7 separate regions of the Mus musculus genome follow, and regions 2, 3, 4, 5, 6 and 7 are each linked to region 1. A link is a contact called in public HiChIP or PLAC-seq and promoter capture Hi-C data. All regions are on one chromosome and are shown on one strand. Each heading gives the region's core, a stretch centred on a gene start, on an enhancer-like site or on the middle of the called end of the contact. The rest is flanking DNA. Distances are from core to core; before and after follow the strand shown.

Evidence for each region. Promoter capture Hi-C pulls out the DNA fragments that hold promoters and counts their contacts. HiChIP or PLAC-seq counts read pairs in DNA pulled down with a chosen protein or histone mark.
Region 2: a contact with region 1 is called in a promoter capture Hi-C map of second pharyngeal arch cranial neural crest. The contact joins the promoter of Inpp1 here to the promoter of Stat1 in region 1. A contact is called at or near these places in 12 of 39 promoter capture datasets (the C10 cell line, the HPC-7 cell line, cranial neural crest and 7 more), 2 of 484 Hi-C or Micro-C datasets (B cells and CD4 T cells), 4 of 115 datasets of contacts at active chromatin or transcription factors (large pre-B cells, memory CD8 T cells, pro-B cells and 1 more) and 1 of 9 other capture datasets (liver).
Region 3: a contact with region 1 is called in a promoter capture Hi-C map of pre-B cells, with 2.7 times the contacts expected there. The contact joins the promoter of Hibch here to the promoter of Stat1 in region 1. A contact is called at or near these places in 7 of 39 promoter capture datasets (the 3T3-L1 cell line, the C10 cell line, the HPC-7 cell line and 3 more), 4 of 484 Hi-C or Micro-C datasets (the G1E-ER4 cell line, muscle stem cells and pre-B cells), 5 of 115 datasets of contacts at active chromatin or transcription factors (the NIH/3T3 cell line, memory CD8 T cells, pancreatic cancer cells and 2 more) and 1 of 9 other capture datasets (liver).
Region 4: a promoter capture Hi-C map of pre-B cells shows a contact between it and region 1, with 5 times the contacts expected there. The contact joins the promoter of 1700019D03Rik here to the promoter of Stat1 in region 1. A contact is called at or near these places in 3 of 39 promoter capture datasets (the C10 cell line, cranial neural crest and pre-B cells) and 3 of 115 datasets of contacts at active chromatin or transcription factors (embryonic stem cells, large pre-B cells and microglia).
Region 5: a promoter capture Hi-C map of pre-B cells shows a contact between it and region 1, with 4 times the contacts expected there. The contact joins the enhancer-like site here to the promoter of Stat1 in region 1. A contact is called at or near these places in 5 of 39 promoter capture datasets (the C10 cell line, the HPC-7 cell line, liver and 2 more), 1 of 15 datasets of contacts at CTCF or cohesin (large pre-B cells), 1 of 484 Hi-C or Micro-C datasets (CD4 T cells) and 4 of 115 datasets of contacts at active chromatin or transcription factors (effector CD8 T cells, memory CD8 T cells, pro-B cells and 1 more).
Region 6: an H3K27ac HiChIP or PLAC-seq map of embryonic stem cells shows a contact between it and region 1, with 2.6 times the contacts expected there. The contact joins the enhancer-like site here to the promoter of Stat1 in region 1. A contact is called at or near these places in 2 of 39 promoter capture datasets (neutrophils and pre-B cells), 3 of 484 Hi-C or Micro-C datasets (B cells, embryonic stem cells and olfactory sensory neurons), 6 of 115 datasets of contacts at active chromatin or transcription factors (bone marrow-derived dendritic cells, bone marrow-derived macrophages, embryonic stem cells and 3 more) and 1 of 9 other capture datasets (embryonic stem cells).
Region 7: a contact with region 1 is called in a promoter capture Hi-C map of liver, with 4 times the contacts expected there. The contact joins the promoter of 9330175M20Rik here to the promoter of Stat1 in region 1. A contact is called at or near these places in 2 of 39 promoter capture datasets (hippocampal neurons and liver).

Annotation. Positions count from the first base shown.
Region 1 is chr1:52,118,095-52,120,794 of GRCm38.p6, forward strand. Stat1 (signal transducer and activator of transcription 1) reads left to right here and starts at 1,344. Exons shown (of 25, transcript NM_009283.4): 1 at 1,344-1,529; 2 at 1,818-1,978.
Region 2 is chr1:52,816,253-52,818,952 of GRCm38.p6, forward strand. It overlaps Inpp1 (inositol polyphosphate-1-phosphatase), which reads right to left and starts at 1,436. Exons shown (of 6, transcript NM_008384.2): 1 at 1,150-1,436.
Region 3 is chr1:52,843,689-52,846,516 of GRCm38.p6, forward strand. Hibch (3-hydroxyisobutyryl-Coenzyme A hydrolase) reads left to right here and starts at 1,350. Exons shown (of 14, transcript NM_146108.2): 1 at 1,350-1,456. The coding sequence starts at 1,422.
Region 4 is chr1:52,951,415-52,954,114 of GRCm38.p6, forward strand. It overlaps 1700019D03Rik (RIKEN cDNA 1700019D03 gene), which reads right to left and starts at 1,426. Exons shown (of 2, transcript NM_144953.3): 1 at 1,201-1,426.
Region 5 is chr1:52,797,908-52,800,827 of GRCm38.p6, forward strand. It overlaps Inpp1 (inositol polyphosphate-1-phosphatase), which reads right to left. Exons shown (of 6, transcript NM_008384.2): 2 at 1,378-1,629. The coding sequence starts at 1,581. Among named protein-coding and RNA genes, the nearest start is that of Inpp1, 18 kb to the right of the region's middle. Within about 2 kb of position 1,669, at least 252 of the 459 cell types and tissues checked have an H3K27ac peak or open chromatin away from gene starts, as enhancers often do. A contact at or near this core is called in the HPC-7 cell line, effector CD8 T cells, liver and 5 more, where this site is marked.
Region 6 is chr1:51,457,947-51,460,646 of GRCm38.p6, forward strand. No RefSeq gene overlaps it. Among named protein-coding and RNA genes, the nearest start is that of Nabp1, 19 kb to the right of the region's middle. Within about 2 kb of position 1,260, at least 16 of the 459 cell types and tissues checked have an H3K27ac peak or open chromatin away from gene starts, as enhancers often do. A contact at or near this core is called in embryonic stem cells, where this site is marked.
Region 7 is chr1:51,332,504-51,335,203 of GRCm38.p6, forward strand. 9330175M20Rik (RIKEN cDNA 9330175M20 gene) reads right to left here and starts at 1,276. Exons shown (of 5, transcript NR_045151.2): 1 at 1,181-1,276.

The DNA of each region.
Region 1 (2,700 bases), core at 94-2,593:
CTTTTCAAAGAGAACACTGCTGGTGAGAAGATTGAGTTTGGGGAAAGAGTTTTGCTTATTCAAAGAATAAAAATGCTGTACTAAGCAATGAAAACAGAGTAGCACAAGCTGAGATTAAAGAAAGTGATAGGGGAACATGGCTTTAGAGAATATATTGAGAAATTTGAATTGTCTAAGACCAAGCAAGAAAAGCCATCATGAAATTTTTAGATTGGCATGACATGATCAGCATTGCAATTAGATTTAAAAAAAAATCACCCAAATGAGTGTATGGCAGATAAATTAAAAGGGAGTGAAAAGCCAAAGTCAAGCAGTCACCAGAAAAGCCACAGCAATGATCCAGGTAAGAGGACGGGGTGGTGGAAGAGGTAGAAACAGGAGCTAGACCAACCGAGGCTCGAGGACCAAGTGTCCGGGACTAAATGGGCAACGTCTATGGCTTGGCCCTCATCCGTTCCAGACTAAGACGGGGTATGAGGAGGAACCTGTGTTTTGAGTACAGTTGGTTTACAGACTCAGTAGATATCCAAGGACAGGGTAACTGTGACACTTGGAAGAAAGCAGTGGGTGTGTATACATCTAGGAGTGCTCCAGGACATGGAAGTTACAGGGACAGTCATCAAAGGCACAACGGGAGAAGGGTAGATAAGAGACTCACATTCTGGTTTAGTAGTTTAATAATGGAGATGGGGGACAGAGGGATGTCCTGCGAGAAAGGAAGAAGCAAAGAGGTCCTGTCATCATGATGGCTAAGCGGGACAAAAGTTTCGGTAATGGAGGTGTCAATTGTGTAAAGCTTTATTTTTCTTAAACATATTAGTTAGAATTATTTATTTTATTTCATGACATTTTTGTTTTGCTTGCGTGTATGTGTACTTCTTGCAGGCTTGGTTGACGTCAGTGGAGGTCCGAAGAGGGCACTAGACTCCTGGAACTGGAGTTGGGAACCATTACGCAGGCACTGCAAATCCAAGCCCTGTCCTCTGCAAGAGCAAGTTCTCTGTAGCTGCTGAGTTAAAGGCAAGTATTGAATGTTTTCAAATTGGTAAATTAAGCTCCCTGGCTTTAGTAGCGTGAAGGTTAATCTCTAGTCCCCAATTCTGAATCCCGCAGTGATGCGCCTACTTAATGCAGGATCTCCAAGACTGAGCTTGCGCAAGCCTATAGTTTCCAACCTTGTAAACACAACCCCCTGTCTGCGGTTTGCACCGCACAGCGGCGCCCCAAGTTTCGCACGCCGGGTAGGGAGCGCGCGGACCAGGAAGGCCAAGCAGCCGAGGGGGGGGGGACGGTGCGCTGATGGAACAGCCGGCCAATCTCTGCCGCTGATTGGCTGAGGCGGAAGGAGGCGGGACGCCCTCTAGCCTTTTTTCCTGCCCGGTACTTTCGGTTTTCAGCGCCGAGTCTGTCAAAGCTCCCTGGAGACCTCCGGGACCGCGCCCCTCAGACCCACTTGGGACACTGCTGAGCGGCGCAGAGAGATTTGCCCAGACTCGAGCTCCTGCGTGCAGTGAGTGAGTGAGAGCCAGGTGCGGATCCGGGTGCGGGTGCGGGTGGAAGTGGGGCGCCCTCTCCTCGGACCTGGGGTCTGCTGCCCACAGGTGACCTGTCATCCCGCAGAGAGAACGCCAGGAGCCGGATCGCTTGCCCAACTCTTGGCGCTGCTTGGCTCTCTTATCCTGCCGTTCTCACTTCTAGGGTAAAATGACTTGTGCAATAGACATTTCTCCCGGAAGACACTGCACCTTCCCGCTTAACCTTTGCTCGCCTTGCCTCCAGCCCCTTTCCACCACTGTAACATTTTCTTCTTTTTGCAGTCGTTTCAGCTCTGCTCCATACCCTGAGCCGGCGCCACGCCGCCGCGCATGCAACTGGCATATAACTTGCTGTGTGTGGTGATTGCTTGTGTTGAATCCCGAACCTGCACCCGGAGACAGCCCAGTAAGTCTACGTGGGAACGGAAGCATTTGGAATCTCAGTATGTATCAGCCCTTACCGGTTTTCTGAAACTTAAAGGTGGTATTTAGGTTCCGCAGAACCACTAATGGTATAATCACTATCTAAAATACTCCCGAACACTACCTAAAAGTTTAGGGATAGGTGAATGGATGGGTGAAGATTGCTTTTATCTGGCAGGAATGACTTGAGCCCTGATTGATCAATGAGGACTCAGACTTGTAGGTTCATCATGGGGTTTGCCTTTTGCTTTCCTACGCCTTCTGATACATACAAGGTTTCAGCGGAACAAACGGTTCTGTGCTCAGTAACACTTAGGCTATATGCCCGGCGCTGTAGGGTCCAGAGGACGCTGATAGCAAAATATATCCCCTCAGAGGCTCTGATGCGTGCAGACAGCAAGCTTCCTGTGGAAAGTTCATGCGCTAAAAACCGTGCAAATGGCAGCCTGGTACAGGCCAAAGAAAGTTATGTGTGGGAGGGATAGACAGTTTTAGGAAGAAGTACCATCTATACGGAATTCTGCTAGATTGTTGGAAACAATGTGGTCTGTGCAGAACGGGCTAGACCGGGAGGATAGAATGTTTGTTGGAGGCATGAAAACAGGAAAGAGCCAACTCCAGACTCTGAGCCAGGTGTTTAAGGACTGTCTTGCCAGTCTCAGGTTTACAGACATGCCACAGTGGTGGGCTGGAGTCCTTTCCAATGGTATTTGAAATGGCGGCTTGCTTTGTAGTGTAGACA
Region 2 (2,700 bases), core at 186-2,685, 700 kb after region 1:
GTGCAAGTGGTGGCTTAGTTCAAAAACTTGCAAAGAAGAGTTCTTAGTCTATTCAAAAACTGAAGTGTAACTTTATGTGTCTTACACAGTCTTCTTCATTGCTAAGAATTAACTGCAAAAGTATTATAAAAGTCCTTTAAATGTAAGTTCTTAAGAAAACAGCAAACAGGCACGTGCAGGGGTTAAAATCGGCTTTCCCGTTGCCTGTATTTTCCCTTTCATTCTGTACTTTCAGATGCCTGACTGAGGTCATCTTGCTAGTCCATCAGCCAAAAGTAGTCCCTGGGGTTGTTTTCTTCCTTAGATTGTTACCAGGTGGGTGGACCTAAGTCTTACCATCTGATTAAAACTGGGAATTAAGGGCAAGGAGCCAAAAAAGCAAAGCAAAACAAAACAAAACAGAAAGATTCATTCTGCATGGGATACATATATATTAAGAGTCCTGTCCGCACGGCCTCAAGCCGCAGTCCTTTTGACGCGAACACCCTCACACAGTGGGCAAACTTCCACGTGTTCCGGTCCTAGTTTTAAGGACAGAAATCTCCAAAGTACACACCGCGCTTGTTAACGTGTATTCCCTAGATTTTTCTTTCACACCTCATGTCTGACAGTCCATATGATTTTTACCAAAGCCAGGTTAGATAATTTAGATGACACCCTTCTATGCTGTCCACACCCACTGCCTAGACATGTCTCACAAAACCATACTTCAAAATGTAGAAAAAATATACCCCCGGACTGTTTAGTCTACACCCATCCAATGGGTCTCTAGAGACAGTCAACGTGGATCCACGTTAGAAGCATCTCTCAGGCAAACTGCTCCCCTACTTCTTGACAGCTACGCCACCTACCCGTGGAACCTGGGCCTCTGCTTCTGACCATTCTCAGATCACCTCATTCAACCTAGAGGCTAGTGGTAGGAATGGAAAGAACCGAGCAGAAGAAGCTACTCTGCGGGCGATTGGATTTCTTTCGGTGGCTTCTGCAGAGCTAAGGGGGCGGCGTGATCCGCGAGCTTAGCCTCTCGGTTCGGGGTTCGGGCTCTGTGTGGGTGGGCACGGGCAGGCCGGAGAGGCCTCGATGCAGCGACCCGGTACCTCGCAGGCCCAGGCGCCGAGGCCAGTAGCCTTCGGCCGGAGACCGACTCACCTGCCCTCTGCAGAGGCGATGGAGCGCGCGAGGCTCGCGGGGACCCAAATGCGCGGAGGTGGAGACGCTGGACACCGGGGAGGGGTGGCGAAAGCAGGAAAGCGGATTACCTAAGCGAGGATGCAGAGCCCCAAGGAGGATACAGCCTTTCCCAGAGAAACGGAAGAGGCGGAGGAGGGGCGAGAGAGGAGGAAGGGAGTGCCAACGCCTGGAGGTGGTCGCGCTGGGACCTGGCGCAATCCTCCTGTGGCGGGCACAGCCGGAGGGCAAGCCGCCAGGAAAACACCGGAGGTCACCGCAGCGAAGGCGGGGAGGCGCCCTGCCTCTCTTGGCTCCAGCAGTGCAGCCCAGTTTCTGCCAGGTCCCGGCCCCGCCTCTTTCCCCCGGGGCGGGTGGCCTCTTGCTTCTGGGGCGGGCGAGGGCATCCCACGCCAGCCAGCCTGAGTCTGGCCTCCGCGACGTCACAAGTGAAGCTTTGTCAATTTGCTTGAGAGGGCCAGAAAGGTCAGGGTTGCCTCAACCACAGTTCTTGGTGTGCATTGTTTCTTCAGAAGCACCCAAAAAGTCTTTGAGAATATTCCTCCTCCATTCATTTGAACCCTTGGTGTTATGGGTTTGACAGATGGTTTGAAGCTGTGAAGTTGGACTTCCTGCTAGAATGAGTCCCCCTGTTCTAATAGAAGCGTCTAGGTTCCTACATGTTTGTTTAGTCAAAGCAGTGTCTTCTGGACCTTATTAGTTGTGGGTCAAGGCCCAGCCAGGCAAGAAGCACATGTTGGGTGGGAAACTCATCTCTTGCTGCAACCCTTTTAAACTAATGCTCAGTGTGACTTAAAGATATAGTTGGGAGTGGTAGGTGGAAATAGAAATGGGTGGTGATGGACAAAGGGCAGCAAGGGTAAGAATTTTAAAAAGGGCAACATTCAACTTTGGGATAGAAGGGGCTCAGAGTCTCTGTGAGTGCTCTGGGCCCTTCTGTCCTGGTAAGATTTATCCGGCTTCCCTGTGATTTATTCTGTGGCTGGAACTGGGAAGCACTTCAACAATTCTAGCCTGCAGGCTTTCTCATCAACCTCTCCCCAAGCTCCCATTTATTTATGCGCAGTACTGCGATGGCACCTCACCCACTTCCATTCCCCATCCGCCTTCCATTCACTCACAGGTTCAGTGGATTCAGCCTTCTTTCTCACTTTTACTTTGTTTTGTTTTGTTTTTGGTAAGAGTCTCACTTTATAACCCTTGCTGGCCTCAAATTCGCTATCCTCCTGCTTCTGCCTTCTGGGTGCTGGGAGTACAGATGGGTGCTACCATGCCTAGATCCTCATATTGTCCTTTAGTTCCATTCTCTTAAGTCCATTCTTGGTGTTACAGCTGATATTAATTATGAAATCATATCCATGACAGCAAAATCAAGGAATAATATAAATGTGACATTTACCATAAGGAAATGGGAGTAGATTTGTATCTAGGAGCAGAACTGGGGAGGGGCTAGAGTAGGAGCTATGACTCTAGCCCATTTCTCTGCAGGTGCAGAGACCACCCTACAATACG
Region 3 (2,828 bases), core at 100-2,599, 730 kb after region 1:
AAAGAAAAGGCAATGCAATCTTTTTACATTAAATGTGGTAGTAAAAAAATTATATTTAAAGGTTTTTGAAATTTCTTATTAGATATTTTCTTTATTTACATTTCAAATGTTATCCCCTCTCTTCCTTTCCTTCTCCTATGGAAACCTCCTATCCCCTCCCCCTTCCCCCTGCTTCTGTGACAATGCTCCCCCAACCAACCAACCCCCCTCTCTGGCTTCCCCATCCTGGCATTCCCCTACACTGGGGCATCCAGCCTTCACAGGACCAAGGGCCTCTCCTCCCATTGATGCCTGACAAGGCCATCATCTGCTACATATGCACCTGGAGCCATGGGTCCCTCCATGTGTACTCTTTGGTTGGTGGTTTAGTCCCTGGGAGCTCTGGGGGTTCTGGTTGGTTGATATTGTTGTTTGTCCTATGGAGTTGCAAACCAATTCAGCTCCTTCATTCCTTTCTTTAACTCCTCCATTGGAGACCCTGTGCTCAGTCCAATAGTTGACTGTGAGCATCCACCTCTTTGTCAGGCTCTGACAGAGCCTCTCTGGAGATAGCTGTATCAGGCGCCTGTCAGCAAGCACTTGTTGGCACCTACAATAAAAAGTCTCTGGGTTTGGTGACTATATATGGAATGGATCCCCAGGTGGGGCATTCTCTGGATGGCCTTGCCTTCAGTCTCTGCTCCACACTTGCCTCTGTATTTCCTCCTGTGGGTATTTTATTTCCTCTTCTAAGAAGGACCAAAGCACCCACACTTTGGTCTTCCTTCTTCTTGAGCTTCTTGTGGTCGGTGAATTGTATCTTGCCGAGCCTTTGGGCTCATATCCATACTGTGTGTTCTTTTGTGATTGGGTCACCTTACTCAGGATTGATACTTTCTAGTTCCATCCATTTGCCTAAGAATTTCATGAAGTCATTGTTTTTAATGGCGGAGTAGTACTCCATTGTGTAAATGTACTACATTTTCTATCTCCATTCCTCTGTTGAAGGACATCTGGCTTCTTTCCAGCTTCTGGCTATTATAAATAAGTTTTTCTACTTTTCTCTTTGCTTTGGTTACTCACCTCTCAGCTTTCGTCTTGGCTCCTCCTCTTCCTCCTCCCCTCACTAGTTAACGCCCCTAGCCAGGACCCGCCCCACCTTTACCCGGCCTGGCCCTGTCTAGTGTGGCCCTGCCCACTGCTCTTGCTGGTTTCCTAACTGCTCCTGTTTTGCCCCGCCCCGCCCCGCCCGGCCGGGCCCGTGAGCGTAGCGCAGCGGAAGTGTAGGCGTTGGGCCGCTCTGGCCCACCGGAGGACTTGTCATCAGTGACCCCGGCTCTCCTCTGCTCTCATCGGCTGTGGGCGGGGCTGTGGGCGGGTCTAACTACCAGAGCCGGTGGAACCACTACACTCTGCTTCTTCTGCTCTTGGGTTTTTAGGCCATGGGGCAGCCATATGCGTGGCGGCTCCTGTCGAGGTGAGTTGGTGAGCAAGGCAGAGCTAAGGGCCGGCTTGGGGGAAAAGGCTCACAAGTGTCCCCGCAGGTCTCGCAGATCTAGTCGCCTTTGTATGGCAGCCTCTGCTTTGCTGCCCCGCGGCGACCTCAGCGGCGATCGCAACGACATGCGTCCTCTGACTTTGCTCTTTTTCTTGCAACAGCACCTTCATTTTCCGTCCTCTAGCATCTGTTAGGCCTTGACGTCCCACAACTTTCTCCCCCCTCCGTTTGTCTCCTATTTATTTTCTTTCTTGGAACTGGGCGCTGTGTGGGGACGTGCCACCTGATTTACTGTGTAGGGTATTTTCTTAAGTCACACAGAAATGACAGGTTGTGTACCTGGGCTCCGGGTAAGGAACTTGATTATTTCAGCTAGCAGTAGTAGCAGCGCAGGCAATTGGAACTCACAGAATAATGTTGTGACCATTTAGCGTGGCTTGACCGGAGCAGTGCAGATATTAACTTTCTAAGAGTGTCTCTCACTGCAATCGGACCTTGGCAGAAGGAAATGTGGTAGCACCCATTTTAGGAGCTTTGGCTAGTGTAATTCCTTTTCCCCAGTACCATACGCAAAAACTTCAATTTCCCCCCTGTGGAACTCTTCACTGAAGTACTTTTGGGCGATGAAATGTGTGCTGTTAGACATCTGTGCAGTCTAGGAGCATCTCAGACGTGGAACGCACCCTTGTTCCGTCTGCACGTTTCTTATGCCTTACAGTCTGTTGTGGAAGGTTCCTGCAAAGGCATAGAATGTTTCTTAGTTCTAAATGAGTAGTTACCAGTGGAGTTAGGGAGATGGTTCCGCGGTTTTAAGAGCCTATACTGCTCTTAAAGGACTGGCTAAGAGGACAAAGTTCTGCTTCCCGTGTGGCTCATAACTACCTTTAACTCCGTCTCCAAGGAATCTGATAGTTTCTTCTGGATCCATTGGACACTTGTACTTACATGGGCATACATATATACATAGTTAAAAACACATCTTAAGCCGCGCATGGTGGCGCACGCCTTGAATCCCAGTACTTGGGAGATAGAGGCAGGGATTTCTAAGTTCAAGGCCAGCCTGGTCTATAGAGTGAGTTCCAGGATAGCCAAGGCTACACAGAGAAGTCCTGTCTCAAAAAACAGAACAAAACAAAACATCTTAAAAAGAATAGTGCCTTTTTAGCAGAAAGCACCAACGATACTCAGGTATTTTTGTTACATGTAGAAGTTGCCTTGCTTCTCTTTTTTCTTTTGTGGTGAATAATAGCATCTGCTCACATAATCATTGTTGTTGCTTCTTGATGATGGCAAATTCTAAATTATTTGGGAACAATAATTTAGAGGCATGTATATTAACAAAGTTAACTTC
Region 4 (2,700 bases), core at 176-2,675, 830 kb after region 1:
AGCAGACAGAAACTCTATCACCACACATCTTTCCTTTCTCTACTGTCTTCTCTGCTTTCTTTCTTTTTCTTTTCTTTACTTTTTTTTAGGGAGTGAGCTCCAAATTTAAAGTTTTAGACTTTCTTTTCAAAGAGAAGTAGACATCCTGAATGTAATCTTGGAAGTTGAAAGGTTGTTGGCTGGGGCAGGACTGAGGAGACACAAGCAGAAGTCAGCTCAGTGTAAACACGGCTTTTCTGACAGGAGCAGGATATAACTCCAAACACTGAGTTCCTCACACTGAAGTGGCCAATCAGAACCTGGCTTCTGGCAGCAGTGCTGTGTGGACAGCATACTGAAATTGCCTGAGGGCAGACCACAGTTTAAAGTACCCTTATTATCTCATAATGTACCTACAGTTATTTTTCTTACACAGCAAAAAGAAAAAAAGAAAGAAAAGAGTAAATATGAAGTTACTATTTTTCCCAGAACCTTTCTGCTATACTTAATACCATTTCCCATCCATACATACAAGATAGCTGTGTCAGGAAATAAAACCCCTTTCAAAGGAAAAACGGATTTTCTTGACTCGTGCTTAGCTATATTATCCCCCTGAAATTTTGCCAAAAATCTCCATCTCATATATACGGGCAGTGACGGATCTTTAAAAAGAGGTGGACAGTTTACCCACTAGTTTATGTTGTTTTGTTACCTTCAGTAAAAGATGGGGGAGGGGTCAAAACAGCAATAGAAGAGAAACGACTGGACTGCGTCTGGAGCTTTCTCTGGTAGCTGGGCTCCCACTGTCTATTCTTTCATTTCTCTTTCATTTGCATCATTTCCCCTCAGGATTCAGCCTCCCACAGCTTCCAAGAGTACAGACACTCTGCTAATCATGTGCCACTCAGCACAAGCCTGACAGCTTGACTTGTGCATGTAGTGTCCTTACCGGAAAACCTCCATTCATTCTTCAGGTGGGGAGGAGGATGAACCTGCATCTTGCAATGAGCAATGAAATACTTTAGTTTGTGGGCTCGGAACAAGATCAGAAGATGGAGCTAAAGGCTCAATTAAGGAACCTAGGATGTGAGGTTGTGTCCAGGACAGCTGGCTGTGAAATGTTAGATAAAATTAACTACTGCAACTCCGGCTTTCCTGGGTTGGAAAGTCAAAAGGTCACAGCATCGGAGCAGGACACCCACCTTCCAGATGTTCACTTACCCTACACTGCAGCGGGCCAGCTGCACCGCCATCGCAAGTCTGCGCGGCCTCGGCCGAGGAGGCGCGGGCGCTTGGCTGTTCTCATGCCCCTGGCCGCAGCCCGGGCTCCCAGGGTGGGTGCTGCCCCCCAGGGCGGGGCCTCAGGAAGGGAGCCGAAGCCTGAAAAGGTGCGGCATGGCCGGGCAGCAGAGACAACGTCTCCCCTGGAGTAGGGCGGACGTCCTTCGGCAGTGGTCCCGGCTCCTCCCCCTGCACCCCTCCTAATCCACCCCCCTCCTCCCAGAACTGCTCACGAGTTCGCGGCTCGCTCCCTGAAAGTGGAGCCAAGGGACCCGCGGCTACGGAGCACAACCCTCAGTGTTGGCACCGCCAGGGGCTACCCCTGCCCAACAGCATTGGGTTCCAAGCACAACCAAAGGGATCCGAAGTGCTGGGCCACAGCTCGCACTCCCACCCGGCAACCTATTCACACACGGCTCCACCTCCCCAGCAAGATCCAGACCACCAAGTATGAAAGCTAAGTGAGCTTGTATCTCCCTCTCCTGCCCCACATCCCCAGAGCCACCTGGACTGAGACATCACCTGATCTCTGTCCACGTGGGAGCAGGCGCGGCTCGTCCGGTGCTGCAGCGTGGCGCCAGCCCCGCAGGTGATCTCCTGTCACCTGCCCCGGGGCCCTCCCCTGAAGGCTGCGCTGCTCCAGTGCCAGTTTAGCAGTCAAACCTGTTTTGATCCCAACGCCACGCCTCGCAGCTCTACCCTAAGACACCACCAGACCTAAGTACTTTGCCCCAGTGCACTCGGAAGTGCACCAAGCACTTCTAAATTTAAAAATGCGTCCAGTATTGCACTTTTCTATCCCCGAGTACCCAAATATCGAAACGCTTGTTTCTCAAAACAAAACATCAAGAAAGATCATATTCTTACCCTTTAAGGAAACAAGCGCCTCAAAACATAGCCATTATTCAGTTAGACCTCATTCCATGAGATGCCTGCATCTGTCTGTGTGATTCCCATCGTCAGTAACCGCCCCAAGAGAATGACAAAAGAACCATTATTCCATCCTGTCCTACAATGGATTGTCAATGCAAAATTCATGCCCCAAGGGACCTCAGCAGAACTCTCTCAGTTCCTTGCTTTACAGATGCAGATGCTTAGGCTGAGCCCAGCCTTAGGATTGGGGGGAGGGGGGGGCGGGGATGCAGAGATGAGTGGATTCCTGAGAACCCACAGCCAAAGGGGCAACCTTCAGGTTTCATGAAGGACCCTGACTCAAGTAAATTAGGTCCAGAGCAGTTGAAGATGCTACCCAAGGGCACACACACACACACACACACACACACACACACTTCAGCACTTTCCTCTCTCCCCACTCCTAAAGAAAAGCCTGAAGCCTATAGGCTAACATAAACAGGGCCTTTTGGAGGTCCATTTCAGTAAAAAATTAACTCAGAGAGCAAAGGATCTAAGAAGTCCCTCCAGACCTAGCTCAGCTTTAAG
Region 5 (2,920 bases), core at 419-2,918, 680 kb after region 1:
AACTTGCCCATCCCAGAGGGTCAAACCACCAATGGCCACACCGCCTGCTACTCTTTTTTCTCTTTTGCAGAAGAGAACAGGCCTACAAGAGCTGGCAATCTGTCAGTTCCCCAGCCCCCACACCTGCTTACAGAGCTATTCAGAGGAATGCAGACAGAGGGGGCCTGAAATAGAAGTATCTAAAGCAGCTCAAATGGAAAGTATTTGTTTAATAAATTCTGGCATTACTTCATGAACAATTGCCTGGGCTTGTTCTATTGTTTAGAGGCACATATCAACCCATAAAATGTTGACATATATCCAGTCCAGTTGCCCAACCCGCCTTTGTATCCAAGGGTCTCCACTGGTAACAACAGAAAACAAGCTTCCTTCATTTAGCTCACCAAAGCCAGGTAGTAAAGGGCATGAAAAAATATATAGTCTATGGAGATTTTGTATAATTCATGTATTCTCTTCTCACACTGGTGGTCAAGATTTTACTGAATTCTACAGTAGTCCTCAGGTTTAAAAAGTTCAATAAAGATATTGAAGTGTTTTATATTATTTTCTATCATAAAGTTCCATCCTCCCAAATTTAAAAAAAAAAAAAAGAAGGTGGGGCGAGTTATATAAAAGACGACAGAATGCCCAGTGACACAGACTTAGAAACCATTTCCTATGTTGAAGAACTCAAGCTGTCATGCTGGGCAGCGTCAATTCAGGCAACTTACTCCAGCTCTCTGTGACAGCTTCATCCCAGTAGAACAATGGCTCTAACCTTACAGAATTCTTATAGGGGTAACAAAGTCAAGTCCATGCAGCCTCAGTGAGCACTGCTTGCTGGTGTTACTGCTACGACTCAAGAAGCCTGGCTTTTTCTAGCCATTTCCACACATAGAATCACAATCAGTGTTTGTCATGACCATATTTTTATAGTAGAATAAAGGGAGAGTTCGCCTAATTCCAAGCCCATAACCAAAGCAAAACATTAGATAAATGGTTTAGCTGAGAAGCCAAACACTGCTCTGAAATAAGTGGGTCAGAGCGTGGACACACAGAAGGAAGCGTCAGTGGCCCTCGGGAGCATGTAGCTCAGTGTGCTCTGGTGCAGAGAGCATATATTATTTATTAACAAGAAACCCATCAATAAGTAAGAGGGTCAATACCATATACTCAGGTTAGGAATCTGAGCACTCTCATCCTGTTTGCTTTTCTATACTTCAATGATTTCCTGCAAAGACCATTTTAATACTGTAATAAAAATAAGGCAAGGCTGCAAGGTGTTTGTTTGGACCTAAGAGAACATAAGAGTCAGTAAAAGGCCTGCTGTTTATTCTGAGGGAACCAGAGGAAGCACGGAGGCAGGTGTCCTGCAGCCACCGTGGCCTGACCTCTTACCTTGTTTTCCATGTTCTGTTTTATAACTTCCTGCACCAGCACATCCGCCAGGGTCTTGAAATCTGCAGCAAACTTCTTGTTCTTCTCTGCACCTTTCTTCTCCTCAATGAGCAGCTGGAAGAGGGTCTCCTGCTGCCTGCACGCCCTGGCGATGTTAGCAGCCTTCTCGGAGACACAGAGCAGCTCCAGGAGGATGTCTGACATTTCTAAAGCCTGCTTCTTTCTCAGCCTCACCCACCCTCTGGCTCACAGCTGCAAGAACACAAGAATATGAAAGAGAAAGCAGTTCAGGGATGATGTCAGGGCGTCTCTCCCACTAACACATAGCTGGCAGCAACCTGTCAGGGAAGCTGACCTGCTAGTGAGTCACCGCACATTTTCAGCGTGCAAGACTGCAGTTACAATCTAAAGATTGAAACAAACGTATTTCTCAAAAGTCTTGTAAACCAATTACACTCTTAAAGAAACTGAATGTTCAGTGAAAGAAAAAGAAAAAGCCTTGAATTAGAATTTATGTTACAGGGCCATAGCAAGACAGAGTGTCACGACGTCCGAGGAAAGGCAGATTGCTACAAGGTCCTTAATCATGACACAGCTTTATCTCAATTACATTGACGTAATTCTCTTCTCTGTGAGAATGGTGAGGGATGACAATCATGCTGCCAGATCCATGTGCTAAGTGGATGAGCAGCAGGCATTGTGTCTTCCAGACTCTGAGGCCGGTCTTGGGCAAGCACTATAAAGCAGCTCACAGCCAACTCCACTCAAACATTCCAGGGACATATTCCATCTGCCACCAAGTAGCAGCCTACACACCAAAGCAAGGGGACTTACACCTTGTTGGACTTGAGAAGTTCTGTCTTCTAAGAACCATGTAGTATGCCTACATCATTATTTCTATTCTTTATTTCTTCTCTCTCTCTCTCTCTCCCTCTCTCTCTCTCTCTCTCTTTCTTTCTTTCTTTCTAGACCTGGCTGTCCTGGAACTCATTCTGTAGACCAGGGTAGCCTGGAACTCAAAAGATTCGTCTGCGTCTGCCTCCCAAATGCTAGGGCTAAAGGTGTGTGCACCACACCTGGCTCCTATCTACTGGTGCTGCCTCAAAATGCTTCTGTGGTCCTCTTCCTGTTCAAAGCCTGAGTCGTTCTGCTTCCTCTGTCGTGAGATTACCCTGCCCTGTGTGACATACAGTTTGGAAACGGAAGCTTAGAGGGTTGAGCAACTTCTAAAAAAGGTTACACAAGACTAAAACATGGGGCTCAGAACTGCCCCCACACACCCCACATCAGGTTTCTTTATTATCACAACAGTTTCCTCTATGAAAAGAAGCTTGAGGCTGGGAACCACTCAGCTGTGAAAACACTGATGTGGGGGTGTGGCAAACTGTTAGAGCCTGCTTGTCTTAAGTCTGTTCAAAAAACAATTTTTTTTTCTTCCTGAGGAAATATGTTCCTCAACAGAAATAAAGGAAAGATGACCAACACGGAGAGATGTCCCTTGTCACAACTGCAGTTGCTTTACTGCCAGTGGTCGTCTCTGGAA
Region 6 (2,700 bases), core at 10-2,509, 660 kb before region 1:
TTTTTAATTCAATATTTGCATTGTATGGGGTTCTCTAAAGGAAACGAACCAATAGAATACATACACGTTATGAACAAAGATTCACTACATTGGCTCACAAGATATATACCAGGTAATCAAAAAATGTCCATCTTTAGAGCGGAGAGGCTGAGAAGCAGATATCACCTCAGTCCACACATCTGTTTTCTTTCGATATCCCAATCTGGTCTGCAGAAGATTCCTGGAGTCTTGTTGGAATCTGAAGAAGCTGGAGTCTGGTGTCAGTGAAGGATGACAACAGCAGCAGTGACGCACACTGGGTTATTCACCCCTCTCTTAGCTTGTAGACTCAGGAGCATCGGGAGTGTAAAGTTGTCAGCTTCCTGGCACCTCAGCTCCCTGCCAGCAGAGCGTAGGCTCGTTGTCAGAAAATACATTAGCATAGCTAGTAACTGCAAACACGTAACTAGTACTTAGAATAGTCTAGGTATACCTAAACCCACTAAGGAAACTATGTTGTCAGTCCCTTTCAATGTAAGGATTAAGCTTGTGTGGCCTCCTGATGTCAGCCTAAGGCTTTCCAAGAAAGACTTTTCTTTCTGTCCCACAATCAGCCAGGATGCTATCTCCACCTTCCCAGCAGTGGATCCATGTGAGGTTGTTCTAGTTCTCCCCACATTCTAAGCAACCCTAGATTGTTAGATAAAGCTTCGGTGTCCTCCAGAAACATGCCAATTCACATTTTAAGGTGTTATACTTAAAATGAAGAGGAAGGGGAGAATATATTTGAGCCCTTTCTACAGTCCCTCTTTAGTATTTATCATTGCTTGTGTGAATGCTTCTTTCTCTACCTTCATGATTGGTTTGAACCACAGACGTCTTGTTGTTGCATATATAAGTATTTCAATAGAGATGCTAGTTGTTGGTATTAGGACCTCCGAAACCCCTGACATCACATAGGCGAGACTCGAACACCTGTTACCAAGGCAACAACCACCATATTCCCAGAATCCACTTGGCTCACCTCCCACCTTTACGTCATCACCCATATATGAAGAAAGCCCCCCCCCCCCATCTACCCTCCCCCTCTTCCCGCAGCCACCTTGCCCTCTCTCGCCCAATAAACCTCCCGTGGAACTATTTGGTCTGGTGTGGTCCTTCTGAAGCCAAGTCGAAGTCAAGACCGCAACACTAGTTACAAGTTTACTTCTTTTATTACTTTTTCCCCAGGTGGTAAGATGTAAAGCTTCACCAGTAGAGGGCAGCAGAGAGACTGTTGGAGGGAGGGACACTAGTTCTTTGACTGGAAAGGAACTCAGGAGACACAAGATAGTGCTCACCTCCTGGGGAGTGTTGCCAACACTCCAAAGGTTGGTCCCTCAGGTCTAGCTCAGCCAGTTTCCCAGTGTGTTTTACACAGACCCAGTTGGTGCCTTCCAGGCTGCCAGAACCCACCTGCTGAGCCCCAAGCCTGAACCACCTCAATGAACTTCTCTGCCCATCAGCAGACCACAGCACACTCCCCCAGGAGATCTGGACTCAACTCCGGGACTAAGAAAGGGCAGCTGTTGGCTGGGGAGGTGGCGCAGAGGTTAGGAGCGCTTGCTGCCCTTCCAGAGCACACACACTCTGTTCCCAGCACCGGCTGCCCGTGATTCCAGCTCCAAGAATCTGCATGCTGCATTCACACACACGTGACTAGAAATACCCATACACATGAGTCAAAATAAAATTTCTGTGTTTGGAAAGAGTGAGGACCTTCAAAAGATAGAGGACTCCTCTGGACTAATTCCTTCCTCAGCTGTTCCACTTCCATCTTAGAGGAAGACCCACCCTTCTACCTCCTACTCTGCTAGTCTCTGCTTGCCCGGTGTTCATTAATGCCTTATTGCTAACTAGTAAAGCTTGACTTTGAATTTCCCTGTTAAAAGCACGGTGATAGCCATCACTACTAGCACCTTACCAATACAGACAGGAGGCCCAAAGGTTCTCTTACTTTCTCATCTTTCTTAGCACATCAGTGAATCTCAGACCTCCATCCCCCACCCCAGTGGCTGCTGCAGAGATTGAAATATACTTACAAACAACCCAAACTTCAAAATGACACTGTGATCTTTCAGTACCTTCATTTTAATACCCCCACCATGCATAGTTATACTGCTTAAAAGGGAACTGCTATTTGGGGTATGTGTTCTCCCCACTTTTCCCAGAGTTTTTCAGTTCTCAATGTTTCTATGGAGATATCCTCAGGCATAGACTTTTTATTCAGTAACAACAAGTCTACTAAAAGGTCTACCTAGTCAAGGGATGGAGGTAAATATTATCAAAACACATTGTAAGAAATTCTCTAAGAATTAATAAAAGGGACTGGGAGATCCCAGTGAATGAGCTCCTTGTTTTTTATCTAAGATTTCTTTAGGCTGAACCTCCAGCTTTCCATCGATTCCTGAGCAGGCTTTCTCCAGCTGGGCATTAATTCCCATTGAGTTGTCTGTTCCTGAGTTTCCACTCTGGTATGATTTTCTGTGCCTCTCACACCAACTTCAGGGACATTGACTTGCCTTCTGACCTTACTGCTCCTACTGTTTTAGGAAGAATTGCCTTTTCAGTTTATTCGACTTTGTATTCATTGTTCTGATGCAGTGGCAACTCGTACACTTCTCAACGCTATGTAAATAGTTATTATATTTTATTGTCTAGGGAATAATACAAGAAAAAGTC
Region 7 (2,700 bases), core at 26-2,525, 790 kb before region 1:
AGCAATACATTCGTGTTGAATGAGTGCCATAAAAATTAAAATTGGGGCTGGAGAGATGGCCCAGTCAAGAAAGTATGTACCTGCCAAATAAGTATAAGGAGCTGAATTCAGATTCTCCAGCACCCATGTGAAACAGTAGGGTCCAGCAGCAGCATCCATTAGTAATCCCAGTACTGGGGAGGCAGATGCAGTCCTAGGGATTTCTGGCCAGCTAGTTTAGTCAAAAGAATGAGTCCTAGAGTCAGTGAGAGGCCTGTTTCAAAAAATAAGGTGAAGTAATTGAGAAAGACATCTGAAAAAAAAAAAGACATAAAGAGATCTATACACACACGCACACACACACATTAGGAAGAGACCTAACTCATATTGGGCATGCTGTAGGGTAGCCATTCTTATTTATTCTAATAAGGACCATCTAGTTCTAGAAGCTGGGGTTAAAGCATTCTTATTTAAAAGAAAATTCTCCAGTAATTCTAGGTTTACTTAGAGACACAGGGTTAAGAACAATTGCATAGGGACTGAACGTTTAGGAGGTGGGGTGGCAGGAGACGAGTGAGTCACAGATTGCTTAAAAAGCCAAAGTAGCCCTTATGCAGAGAACAGATGACTTTGGAGGGAGCTTGAACCCACACTTACTCTGTTCACCCAGCATTTCAGGAGCAGCCGGGTCTTTTCACAGCCTCTGGGCTTTGTCCCTGCCTCTGCACACCCACGGACAGTGTGCTGGCTGGCAACAGATTTACAACAGTGGGCTGCTGTCTGTCGGAAATCTTTGACTGGGGCAAGCTGGAATATGACCCCTTTCTCCTTCAAGTTTATCATCAATCAATGGTGCTCTGCCAACTCTATCAAGAGGATCCTAATCTCTTTTGCCCTTACGCTTCAAGAAAAGATTAGGCAGCAATCAAGAGCTTCTTGCCGGTAGGTTCACAAGGACTTTTCACACAAGGGCAAACACCCAGTAGGCTCCCAGAAAGCATCCCACTCAAGGGAGAGTAAATAGGTGATTGGATGCGGGTGCTTTTTGTCCCTGCGAAAGAAGACAACTTCCTGTGTATCATCAAAGATATTCGTGCCCTAGAATCTCTACTTTCTCCTGTGTTTGAATATAACGCTATAAGATAATGTTGGGATTCATGCAGCCCCGCTTTACTCCATTGATAGTAAGTCAGGACCATACCTAAACGAGTGGCTGAGCCTGGGTAAATGTCAAGGCAGTCACTTTTCAGACGGAGCTGTGGGCTTCGTGGCGTGCTTGTCCTTCTGTACCGTTCCTGATCACCTCCGGGAGTGGCCACCAAACGGAGCTCACAGTCACTGCCCCACATTTCATTGTTTCCCATGTGCCTTTAAGGAATCACTCTTGATCTCAGTCATAAAATTGGAAAGCCACACAACTGACAAGATGATCCCCCCAAGGCAGCTGAAATATGGGGTAGATTGAAACCGACAGTTAATTTGTAGCAGTAAAAAATAATGATATCATCATAAAACAAGTTTAAGATTAGACGAGGCTCAAACACTGTGCGCCCACAGGATATATAGATGGGTATTGTCGAGCTTAAATAACAAAGCAAAACAAAACTGAACCTCCCGGCTTCACTGGGCGAACCCTGTGTGCTCTTTTATGGTACACTACCGCCATCTGCTGGCTGGAACCAATAAAAGTCTAGCAGTCTCCTAAATCCTGGAATATTCCACTGTGCAGAGCCTGCTGTTAATTGCTATACACACGGAAACATATTTTTAACCTCCCAATATCAGTAAAATGATACAAATAAATCAGAGCTCCCTAGAATAACAAACAAATGAAAGAACCTAAGAGGCTAAAGACTGCCAAAGCGCCCCCCCCCCATCTGCCTGCCTCCAAGCTGCCCTTGCTTCAGGAGTACATCCCTAGCACATTGCCTTGTTAGCCCTGAGCTCCCTACACGCATTTTGCTTCCGCCTTCCTCCTCTCCAGATGCCTTCTCTCCCAGGCATCCTACAACCAGCACTTCAGTGATAGGCAAAGCAGCAGCTCTCAGCTAAAAACAGCCTCCTCCTGCAGATCTTAGGGAGGAAAACCACAGGCACTTGTCTTGTTCAGGGAAAGCAAAGCCCCAGTTGCATTAAGTGAGAAAAGGAACCGTAGGCTTTCAGAACCCTCTGAGCAGCGTTTTGCATGTTTTCCTCGGGGTTTACCTTACATTATGTCTGGATGCTCTAACGTGGCAACAAGTGTTCTTAAGAGGCAGAAAGGATAGAGGCTTTATAAGCAAATAAAATCTAGCCACTATAAAACCCTCCCCATTTTATAGTGTGTGCTCAATCTTACCACTTTAGACTTTCTGTTACTGTCACCACAGGCCTCGGGATACCAAACTCTCCGGGAATAAAGGAGCCCTTACTTAGCACATCTTCCTTCTTCAACATGACTTGTGGGTTGTTTTTGTTTGCTCGTTCGTTTGTTCATTTGTTTTTATTTTTTTAATTGCCTACAATTTCATTTTCTCCAAGTTAGCACGTAGTCATTGTGTAATAGAACATTTTATAAAAAGGCTTTCGAATTTTTACTTATTTAGAGAGCTTTTTATGTCACTCACACCACCATGCCCACCATTAGACAACAATGGCCTTTAAGCAAAATGTCTTGGTTTTGCTTTGTTCCTCTGGGAGAGAAGTGGTAAGGCAGAGACAAGCTGCATGCTGCAGGTCTCT